Regions from separate parts of the Mus musculus genome. Here region 2 is linked to region 1. A link is a contact called in public HiChIP or PLAC-seq data. All regions are on one chromosome and are shown on one strand. The core of a region is the stretch at or near the end of the contact, and the rest is flanking DNA. Distances in the headings are between cores, read along the strand shown.

The links. HiChIP or PLAC-seq counts read pairs in DNA pulled down with a chosen protein or histone mark.
Region 2: a contact with region 1 is called in an H3K27ac HiChIP or PLAC-seq map of CD8 T cells, with 22 times the contacts expected there. The contact joins the enhancer-like site here to the promoter of Satb1 in region 1. A contact is called at or near these places in 1 of 15 datasets of contacts at CTCF or cohesin (CD8 T cells), 15 of 484 Hi-C or Micro-C datasets (CD4 T cells, CD8 T cells, Th1 cells and 5 more), 9 of 115 datasets of contacts at active chromatin or transcription factors (CD8 T cells, the SCID.adh cell line, Th2 cells and 4 more) and 3 of 9 other capture datasets (adipose tissue, liver and pancreatic islet).

What each region holds. Positions count from the first base shown.
Region 1 is chr17:51,829,166-51,834,368 of GRCm38.p6, forward strand. Satb1 (special AT-rich sequence binding protein 1) reads right to left here and starts at 3,482. Exons shown (of 11, transcript NM_009122.2): 1 at 3,305-3,482.
Region 2 is chr17:51,878,146-51,883,963 of GRCm38.p6, forward strand. Gm20098 (predicted gene, 20098) reads left to right here and starts at 4,582. Exons shown (of 3, transcript NR_045095.1): 1 at 4,582-4,696. Within about 2 kb of position 1,701, at least 35 of the 459 cell types and tissues checked have an H3K27ac peak or open chromatin away from gene starts, as enhancers often do. A contact at or near this core is called in CD8 T cells, the SCID.adh cell line, Th1 cells and 5 more, where this site is marked.

The DNA of each region.
Region 1 (5,203 bases), core at 2,232-4,731:
TCATCTAAAATGTATAAAAGGCCACTTGGCAAGGTTTTCCAGGTAAAACATGAACATAATCAATAATTTGCAAAGGAAAAAGAGGGTTGTTTTTAAGAAAAAAAATTTTTTGCATTCAACTACAATGATCTAGACATAATTAGAAGATTGATGTAGCCATATTCATTTATGTACTTCATCAGTAACAAGTACTAACATAATATTAATTGCAATCATACAAGATAACATGTAGGGAAGAAATGGAGTGTTTGTACACAGGGCTTATCTATGTATGTCCTGTTTAGACATTTACAGAGTAGGTAAAAACTACTGGAGTGCTTTAGAGAATCCCTGTTACATACCCATGTTATGTTTAGCTTAACACTGTTTGTAACCAAAAGCTTTCTACAATAATGAGGAACAGGTGCCTGTCACCTGACCTTTTAGGCCTAATTTACAACCCACAACCTGTCACATGAAAAAAAAAAAGCATTGAGATTCCCTCCTAGATTTTTCAGACCCTGCTAGTTTACTGTGGTGTTTCTCAGCTATCACTCAACAGCATCATATCTTACTCAGTCACAGGTTCATATAGCTGGCAACAGACTTCTTTGAAGAATAAACCAATATTCATTTTGTTGTTGCTTTTGTTGAAAATGCCAAAGAGACAAGGAACTACTTTTGTAGATTATCAACCAAAGAAGAATATATTAATTTATTACAAGGGAACAAAAGGCATTCCTTTTGAATACTTTTACATACAAAGAACTATTATTTATTACATATTTCAGCTTGTGGGAAAGTAAGGAATGCATTGATTCTGGAAATAGCTATGTGGATTTGGGAAGTTCTTTAGGTCTTTATCATTGTTCTCCCTCCCCTACCTCGCATACATTTTAAGAAGCTATTACTTCAGGGAGGAAATCCCTATTTGTTCCTTTTTCATCCATCATCTGTATTCATTATTCAGAAAGGAAAACAAAATTGAGCAGTGATTTTATTTCTCTTGCATAACCTTGTTACATGTAGCCATATTCAAATTTAACAATGCTCTGTATTTTATTGCTACTGTTTACATATTATGTATTACATATGACTGAACAACTCTACATTTAAAATATTGTTTCCATTAGAAAAAAATGAACTAATAAGTGTCAAATAGAGATGAAGACTAAACATACTTGGTATATTTATAAGATGAGGTCATTTAAAATGCATACAAACGGGATGACTATTTCGCTACTGTTGCATGTTATATAGTATGCACATTGCTTAAAATGTATTTATTTAACAATGCCCTTAACCAAGTTAATTAAAGTATTTCTGCGTGGTAACTGTGTTAGAGCTTGGGAGGTAGTGAATGATGCCGCCAGTTACTTCTGCTAAGTTAAGTTGAAATTAAGCACTTATTATAACCTTTCCTAACAATGTGAGAAAGACTGAGTAAATATATTAAATTTGTTTCACAACAGATGCTTGGGTTGTTAATATTTAAGATGCCTATTCATGCTATTCCTGTCTGCACATTTGTCAAAAATGTAAGCTTGAATGCTAATGTTTGCCAGCAGACTGGAGCAGGCAGTGTATGCGCTTACTACTGTTCTACAAAAATAATATGCCATAGAAATAAAGAACCGCTGCTAAGTCATAGCCCGAGTTCCACATGGGAGATTCATAAAGGGTTATAGAGCCAGCACCGCAACCCTTGCTTTCTTTGGATTTAAAGTATGGCATAACTTACTCATCTATCTATCTATCTATCTATCTATCTATCTATCTATCTATCTATCTATCTATCTATCTACCTACCTACCTACCTACCTACCTATCTGGAGAATCTGACTACAAAATAAAATTTCACTCTTTCAGAAAATCCACTCTGGACAAGGTGTAAAATTAAGTAAAGTTTTTGGAAGGCTGAGCTTCTGTCACCAGGCACAAACACTGTAAAAAATCCAGGTACTGCTTAAGGACAGAACCTGACTTCTGGCAGAAAGAGACCAGACTCTTGCTCATTCCCCTCTTCTGTCTTGGGAAAGTTGGGTTCTCTGGCCTCCAAGGATACAAACATGGAACCCCAGCCAATCAATCGGGAGCAGAAAAGGTTCTCTCCAGGGAATTGGGTGTCTTCCGGTCCCTATGGACAAGTGAAATCCACGTCTTAACCCTGGGAATCCTACATGCCTCAGAGAAAGTTCTCCCAGAAAGGGTGCAGAGGTCAAAGTTGTCAACCGGACATTTTAAGAGATGAGCCTGTGGTTGACATCTTGTTAAGTAAAACCTGGCCCTGGTGGAGGCCAGGGTCAAAACCTCTACCCTGAGCTCTAAGCTGCTGTCCTCTTGGTCTTCTGGGATCATCCCAGAAGGGACCTGTTTAGCGCCTTTTGCTGGGCCAAGCACACGCACGTGTCACCATCTGGACCTGCCGCTTGCCCCCTCAGTCCCTTGCATTCGAGCTGCCCAACCCCAGTTCGGCCACCCTGGGAGCTCTGCAATGGAGGAACACTGTAGAAGGCCGCCGCTCTCGGGTGTGTACTGTCGCAGGGAAATGAGGAGTTGCCCCCTGGGCTGCACCTGTGGGGCCACAGTCCCAGCTAAGACACCATGTACCTCCCTCGGCTTCCCGCCCAAGCCCAAACCCGAATCACCCTCCAGGACCGACCCGCGATCGCCGGCGTGGGCTGCACGAGCGCTGTTCTTCGGCTCTCAAACTCTGGGCTCCAACTTGAGCGCCCAGCGCCCGAGTGGCTCTCGGGATAGAGAAGTTGCCACAAACTTCCCAGGCCCCTCTCCACCTCCGCTCGCCACCAGCAAAGTAGGGCTGGCCGGGAAAGAACAGGGGGAGATGAGATGGGAGAGGATGCTAAGTGAACTCCAGATCTGGCGCGCGACCTTTCCAACTCCACCCCGCACCTCGCCTCCTTCCCCGCACCGGGGCTCACTGAGCGGCTCCCTTTTCCCCACTCGCCCGCCGAGGGCTTCCCCCCACGCCGCCTTCGTCCTCTAAAGCGGGCCATGCCCACGACCTGGACTAAAGTGTCTAACGAGGGACTCCTGCCGGGCAGGTGTGCGGGAGAGGCAAAGACGCCAAGTAAGTCCGCATCCCGGCCATGACCCTCACTTCACCAGCCCAGTCCTCCCGAATGTCTGAGCGCGCTCGAGAGAAGGGCCAGCAAGACCCCGGCACGCGAGGGGCGCAGAGTCGCCCCAGCCGGGGCCACTGAGAAGTTTGGATCGGTTCCGCATCCGCAGAAAACGGAGGCGAGCCGGGCAAGAGACCCAGAGCGGGAGCAGCACTGGCAGGGAGCAAAGAAGCGGGACTCACTCAGGCGTGGAACCGGGACAGCGCGGGCCAGCGGTGCGGGCCGAGGCCGGGTCGGCTCCCCGCGCGGGCGCGCCGGGCGGCGGACTTCCCGGGCGGCGGCTGCAGCTGCTGCCACCTCCCCGCCGCCGAGCTGGCGGCCGCCGCGGAAGTTAATGGCAACTTGACTTCAAGTTGTCTCCTCTCCCCATCCGAAGTGGGCGTTTAAAGGGGGCAGAGCGCGGCGAGCAGCGAGCGGGGAGCGCGCGGGGCCGAGGGGGAAGGGAAGGGGCGGGGGCGGGGCGGGGCGCGGGAGGGGGCGCGGGAGCCGCTCGGAGCCCGCAGTGTAGAGCGCGGCGCGGGCGATCGGGGCGCCCCCACGAGAGCCCCCCGACGCTGGCCGGGGGCCGTGCGTGCCTGGGGCGCCGCGCTCTCGCCTCTCGCCCGCGTGGGGGGCTTGCGGACCCCACAGCGGGAGCGACCGGGCCCGGCCTGCCTCCCCCGCGCCCGCGGCCGCTTCTCCCCCTGGCGGCAGGATCCTGGGCGGCCGGTGGCTCCGAGAGCGCGCAGTGGAGCCCGAGCTGAGCCGAGCCCGAGCCACCGCAGCCGCCACATCCCTGAGCGCCGCCCGGGTGCAGGGTCGCTGCGGGAGAGCGACCCCGCGGCCGCCAGGGTAAGTGTGGGCGAGCCCCGGAGCCCCACCGCCCCGGCCCTCACCTGCACCGCCCCCGCCGCGCACCCTCGCCGCCCGCCGCTTCCTCTTGTCGTTGTTTGCCTGGGCTTTGGGGGTGCAGAGCGCGGGGCATTGGTGTGTGTGTGTGCCAGCGGAGGAGGAAGTCAGGTGAGAGGCCTGAGCACAACCCCCGCGCCCCGCAAGCCAGCTTGTGTGGGGTGTGTCGCTCCCCAGTAGGGGCATGCGGGCCAAGTTTTCCCCTCTCTTCAATGTTTGATGGAGAAGATCTTTCCTAGAGGGGACCTCCTTCCCTTCAAACTGATGGGCTCTTCTTGCTATCCTCTTCTCTTGGGCACCCCTATTGAGGAACACATAGTGGATGGAGGAGGAGGGGGCCTCTTGCAGACCCCCTTCTCAACCCCAGCTATTTGCATCAGTATCATTTTCCTGTCGGCAGCTGTAGGTCGACGCACCCAACCAGAAGGAGATGCTTAAGCCACTGTCCAAGTCTCTTCTCCCACCCTGACCCACCCAAAAGCAGGGGCAAAGAGGTCAAGAAATGCGGATTTCGTAGGAGGGGAGGCTGGGCCCAGGGACCTTTTCAACTGGTGAAGCTCCAAAGAACTCTGAAAGGTCAAAGTAGCTGAAGGCTTGGACCCCCAAGCTAGGGAGAAATTGGACTCTATCAACTTTAACCCACTCCCCTGCTACTCCTTCCCCACACAACCCCCAGCTCTAAGGAAGCTATCAACTAACAGGTCTTTTGTTTCCTGTTGTGTCGCCTTTGGGAAATTTGCATTGAACGTGACGATAGAAAATTACTACTGTTTACTCGAAGTTAAGGGGGTTGCAGAACGAAAACAGTTTTTACTTTTCTCTTTGTGTGTTTGGCAAGGAGTGGAGCTGTTAGGTTCGTGGCAGGAATTGCAGAAGCTCAGTTGTAAAAATAAGGACTGTAGAACTGCCTGGGTCTGTTTTTAGCAGCTGCACTTTCTTGCGTTCTTTCACATAAGGCTTGCTCTCTCATTAAGTCCCCATAAATAATTGTATGTGGAGCGAAGGCAGTCAGGGTGGCAGGATTGAGATTGCTGGGAGTTCCATCCCTCCAGCGCAGAGCTGTTTGCAGGCAAGTTCCTGGAAAGTGACTGTGGGCTGAGAATTCAGTTTTTCCTAAAAGCTCTGTCAGGTCCTCTTCTGTCGGTTGCCTATGAATCAAGCCTGACACGGTGGGTGACTAGCGATTTGAGCCT
Region 2 (5,818 bases), core at 451-2,950, 47 kb after region 1:
CTCTGTGCAGTCCTGGCTGTCCTGGAACTCACTCTGTAGACCAGGCTGGCCTCGAACTCAGAAATCCACCTGCCTCTGCCTCCCAAATGCTGGGATTACAGGCACGCACCACCACTGCCCGGTGAACAGCTCTTTCCTACTGTGTCCCCAGCTCCCACTAGTGCTAACAGACTGGGTAATTCAAACTTCAGCACCTTCCTCTCCTAGCTCCTCCTCTCTCCATACTAGCTTCCCCACGGTGATATCTTTCTCAGTCCTGAGTTTTATTGTCTGTATTTTGTTTTGTGTGCTGCAACAAGATCTCCTTGTGTATCCCAGACTGGCCCAGAACTCACTATGTAGCTCAATTTCACCTTGAAATCAAGGTGAAGCTAGAAATATAAACCTCTGCCTCCCAAGTAATAAGATTATAGACAGATGTTTGGCCCTGTAGTTTTTTGTTTTTGTTTTTTTTTTCCTTGACCAACAACACCGAGAACAGGAACAAGTCTGGGTTATACCTATCCTAAGCTCTTAATGTCCTCAAGCAATATCTTTAAAAGTTCAGAATTCAGTTTCGGCCCTCATGTTTGTTTTCGTTGCTTGTCACTTCACAATGCCTTTTAAAGATGTCTTTGAGCCGGGCGTGGTGGCGCACGCCTTTAATCCCAGCACTCGGGAGGCAGAGGCAGGAAGATTTCTGAGTTCAAGGCCAGCCTGGTTTACAAAGTGAGTTCCAGGACAGCCAGAGCTACACAGACAGAGAAACCCTGTCTCGAAAAAAACAACAAAAGAAAGCAAAAAAGATGTCTTTGTCTGCCTTTTAGAGATCCTTGATTTTTGAGAGCTTGGGTACACGAGAACCCTTGCATAGTAGCAGTCCTTAATAAACAAATTTATGTTTCTTCCCTACAGTCCCCTCAGCTCTGCTCGGGTGGTGGCTTTCTTTGCCTTGGTTAAACATTTGGGCAGGTTCATGCATTCTTCCTGTCCTCCCTGCTAGGGAACTGAAAGGTCCCTGGCCATTACAGCCAGGGTCTCCAATCTGGAGGCTATAAAGCCCCATTTAAAGCTCCAAACTCTATATACTTTTCCTTCTTCCCCCATCTTGCCAATGGCTGTTTGTGAGGCCCAGAGGACAGAGGGGAGAGGCAGAGGGACGCAAGAAGCCTGTTAGTCTGGTACTGGATTAAGACGGTGTAGTCCTTGCAAGGGCAGACTGTCAACCTGACACTTTCTCTGCTGACACTGTGGAGGGTTGTTGAAAGTTTCCTCTTCTGGGTCTCTCAAGAGCCTCTTTTGATGTGGTGGCATCTGGCAGAGGTGTAGCTGCCTCCCACCTAGCCTCTCTCTGCCTGGGTCTCTGGTTATCTGGCCTACAGGCTCTCTTGGGAAGAATATTTCCCTACTCCTATCTGACTCCATTCTTCCTTCCTGTAACAACACCCCCTGCCTTCCTGCCCCCCAAACTCCCTCTGTTAAAGAAATTTGCAGTCATTATCTAGGCTCTCAATGGCCCTCTCATCACACAGCCTGAGGTTCGGCAGTCCAGCTACCAGCCACATGTGTGCCCAGCTCCTTGGTCAGAGGCTCAACAGTAGCCACTGGCTCCTCCTTAGATCCTTGCAGCAGGTTTGGAGAAGGTGGTAGAGTTTTCTGCACAGCCTTGGGTGGATTCAAGGGTAGTTCCATTTCAATTCGTTCTCCCCACACAGCTAGCTGTCTTTGAACTTCAAATCTGACACACCTATATACCCCAGATGGGCTAGGGTTTCCAGTAAATATATCATCAACCTCACCGTGGACTTTTGTAAATTTCCATATGCCTCTTTTGTCCCGAAAAAGACTCTAATGTGGTAAGCCACCTGAAACTACCGATTTAGTATTTTGATAGACCTGATTATATCAGGCTAAGTTGTGCTGGGTGTGAACTGAATAGACATGGTTAATGTGGGACTTTTTATAATTGAGTTTGGGAATGTAAAAAAAAAAAAAAAAAAAAGGTGACGGCTAGGTAAGGTCCCAGAAATGAAGTTTTTAGTTTAAGAGTTCTGTGATTTTTTTTTTTTTTTCCGCTCAGCAAAATAAGCAGGTCATTACATGTTTGAAAAGATGCTGGGTTAAATATGAGGAGAAACTAATGTTTTGTTGTCCTATGTCTCTGTGTGTCTCTCTGTTCCTCCCCCCCACACACACTGTCTGTTGTGCGTTTCTAATGAAGTAGTAGCATTGTCTGCTCCAAGAGCTGTGTGATTTCCTTTGATAACTGTTAAGACGCCAGAGGTTCTCATTGTTTGATCGTCTTTGATCTCCACAGCTATACTCTTTCTTTTTTTTCCTTTAGCATTGTAGCAGCCTTAAACTTTTTTACATGCCTGTGAACACCAATAGTTAGTACTGCCTTCACGGAGGTACGTCGTGTGGCAATGTTTACACAAGAAAACCATTCGTAAATCCCCATTCTTGCCCTTTTTCTCGGGGGATCACTTTCTTCGAAGGGAATGGATCATCCCCAGTTGCTGCAGCCCACATGCTTCTTAAAAAAGGAACAGGGGTTTTAAGCGTTTGGATCACTTCGTGGTCTTAAAAGTTGTGGCAGAAAGAGCAGCAGTGTTAGAAAAGGTGCAGGGTGATTTTTACAGGGGTAGGGAGGTGTCTAGTACATACAGCACTATGGAAGTGTAAGCCGAATAAACCCTTTCCTCCCCAACTTGCTTCTTGGTCATGATGTTGCACAGGAATAGAAACCCTGACTAAGACCTCCTTCCATAGGTGAGCTCAAAGTCAAAAACTAAAAAAAATCTAATATTTTATAGGTTCTTTCCAGTATTGTTCTGAAAACAAAACAGTTGATGGTTCTTTAGATGGATCAAGGATTCCCAATGAGGGGTACGCAAATTCCACACTCAGGGGTGCACTATCCACTGTGAGGCTGGACGGCCGCAGTGTGTGTGCTGTGGCTCCTTCCTGCCTTCGGTCACAGCGCACTGCTTTAGAATGAACAAAGAGGGAAGGAAACGCAGGCTGTAATGGTAATGGGCTCCCTTTGTCTCCAAGAGAGGCTGAACTTGACCTTCGAAGGCACAGAGGTCCAACGCACACTTTTAAAAGTAATATTTAAATTTTAATAGAGACAGTGATAACCAGACTCTCAAAACCAAAAGACTGGTCTTTTAAAGTAACTGATTAGCAAAGAACAAAAACTTTAAGAAGAAAGTCTACAACTAGAAATGAAAGTCTTGTCCTCATCCCTCCATCCCAAGGAGGCCAGCTGCCTGCTTTTACATATCCCCACAGAGTTTACACTCATGATCTGCTTACAAGTTCATGGCAAGTCTGGTCTGAAGGATGTGATGCTACAAGCTGGATTTGAAAAGTTAGTTATTTATTGTGTGTGCATGTACACACAAAGCACACATGTGAATGTCAGAGGAAAACTTGTGGGAGTTGATTCTCACCTTCCACCTTGGTGATGTGCCTCATGGTTTGGTGTGAGCCGGAGGATGCTCTGTTGCTAGTATTAGCTGATCTCCTTCCCTGGCCTGACATCCTGGCTGTAGGAGTGCTGGAATTACACATCTGGCTTTTACATGGGTTTGGGGATGGGACTCAGATTGTCAGGCTTGTATGGCAAAGATTTTTTTACCAGCTGAGCCATCTTCCCGGTCCCAAAATTGGATTTTTAAGATTAAAAAAAAAAAACAACTTATTTTTCAGTGTTGGCAAAATGGTATGAAAAGAGGCACTGTCATATGCTGTTGGTGAGAGTGTAAATTTTTAAAATCTTTCTGGAAGGCAGTTTGGCCATATCTATTGAATGCCTTAGAATTTTGCATAAAACCTTTAAACCAGTGTTTTCACTTTAGGGGATTCATGCTAAGAAAATAGTCATAAATGTTTGTAAAATTTTAGCTACAAGATTTTTATGGAAGTTTTTTTGGTAGGAACAAGAACGGGATAAGACATAAATATTTAACAAGCAGGCTCTATTCAGCCATTAAAAATGATACTAGAGAAATATTTAATGCCATTGAAGGCAGGGAAGCTGGTTAAAAAACCAGGTTCAATGAGGCTCTATTTTGTAAAAATACTTTTTTTTTTTACATCAAAAACACTGGATGAAAACAAACTGGAGCATTAACAGTCAGTACTTTCCCAAATAATGGAATTATTTATGACATTTTTCAAACTTGGAAATAACTTTACATTTTTATGTTTTAAAACTATTTAGTACAGTAGTTGTAGAAATTTGAAACTATAAGAAAGAAAAATAAACTTGAAGCTCTGCTCCCTCCAATTCTATTTGATAGAACACACAGACACACAGGCACAGGCACACACAGACACACACACACACACACACACACACACACATACACATAGACACACACACACACAGACACACACACATAGACACACACACACACACACACAAACACACACACACACACACACACACACACACACACACACACACACACACACACACGCGCGCGCGCGCGCGCGCGCACGCACTTTATCCTCCTTTCTCAACTTCCCAAGCAATAAATTACAGAGTGAGCCAGGTGCTTGACCAAATACTTTTTCTTAACCCCTGTCTGCAGGCAGATTGGCAACTGCCACTGCCCTGCAGCTAAACAGCTACTTTGAGATACTTCCTTGAAGAAAAGCTTGCCTGGGGGTTGCAGTGTCTCACCTGCAGAAGACTCAACACCTGGTAGGCCTACTTTCTCTAGAAAACTGTCGTCTTTCCTTCAACAGTCAGATTTGTCCTATGTCTTCCAAAGTCTCTCAGAGCTTGATCTACCTCCTAATTTTGAGAAAATTGACACCTTCATTCCTAAACAATGTATAATGTTTCTAAGTCATCTATTTTCTCCCGGCTTTCTCCTCCCCCCTCCCCCTCCTCTCCCCTCCCCACCCCCTCCTTTGCTGACTTCTAAGGGCTTTGTTACCTCCCCTCTCCTCCCCCTCCCTTGCTGCAGTCAACCTACTTTTCCATGCTTTGTTATTTTATCTAGAAATTGTGTATATTTCATTAGTTTAATAATTCTCCTCTTTATAATTACTTTCTTTCCTGGATATCAGGGCTACTCTGATTGAGTTGCTAAATAAATTGGGGGATTTTATATTAGTTATCCCTTTTTCAAAATGTACAAGAATTTAAATAGCAAAGTGAAGCAGAACTTAGAGAAAGGGCTTTGGTAGAGCTCAGGGTGCTGATGTGTGGGTGAATACGGACATGGACACGGACATCTTTGATCTTCCCCTCTTCCTCCTTCTTCTCCTTATTTAGGTTTCAGTTTTCTTCCTCTTTGTTAAAAGTCCTTTAGGCATACAAAGTTTGCAAGACCAAGGGGCCTCTCTTCCCAATGTAGTAGTAGTACAAGTAGCCTCTCTTCCCTAGTAGGCCATCTTCTGCTACATATGCAGCTAGAGTCAAGAGCTCCGGGGTACTGGTTAGTTCATATTGTTGTTCCACCTATAGGGTTGCCAACCCCTTTTGCTCCTTGGGTGCTTTCTCTAGCTCCTCCATTGGGGGCCCTGTGTTCCATCCAATAGCTCGCCAGGGCCAAGAAGTGGGAGTGGCTGGGTAGGGGAGTGGGGGAGGGTCTGGGGGACTTTTGGGATAGCATTTGAAATGTAAATGAAGAAAATACCTAATTAAAAAAAATCTCCTTTTCTATTAAAAAGTCCTTTAGGTCATTTTCATCCTCATAAAAAGGCCTATACAGCCCTTAGGCAGCTGAAGTCTGTGGACAATTTCTTTTTTTTTTTTTTTTTTTAATTTATTTATTATTATATGTAAGTACACTGTAGCTATCTTCAGACACACCAG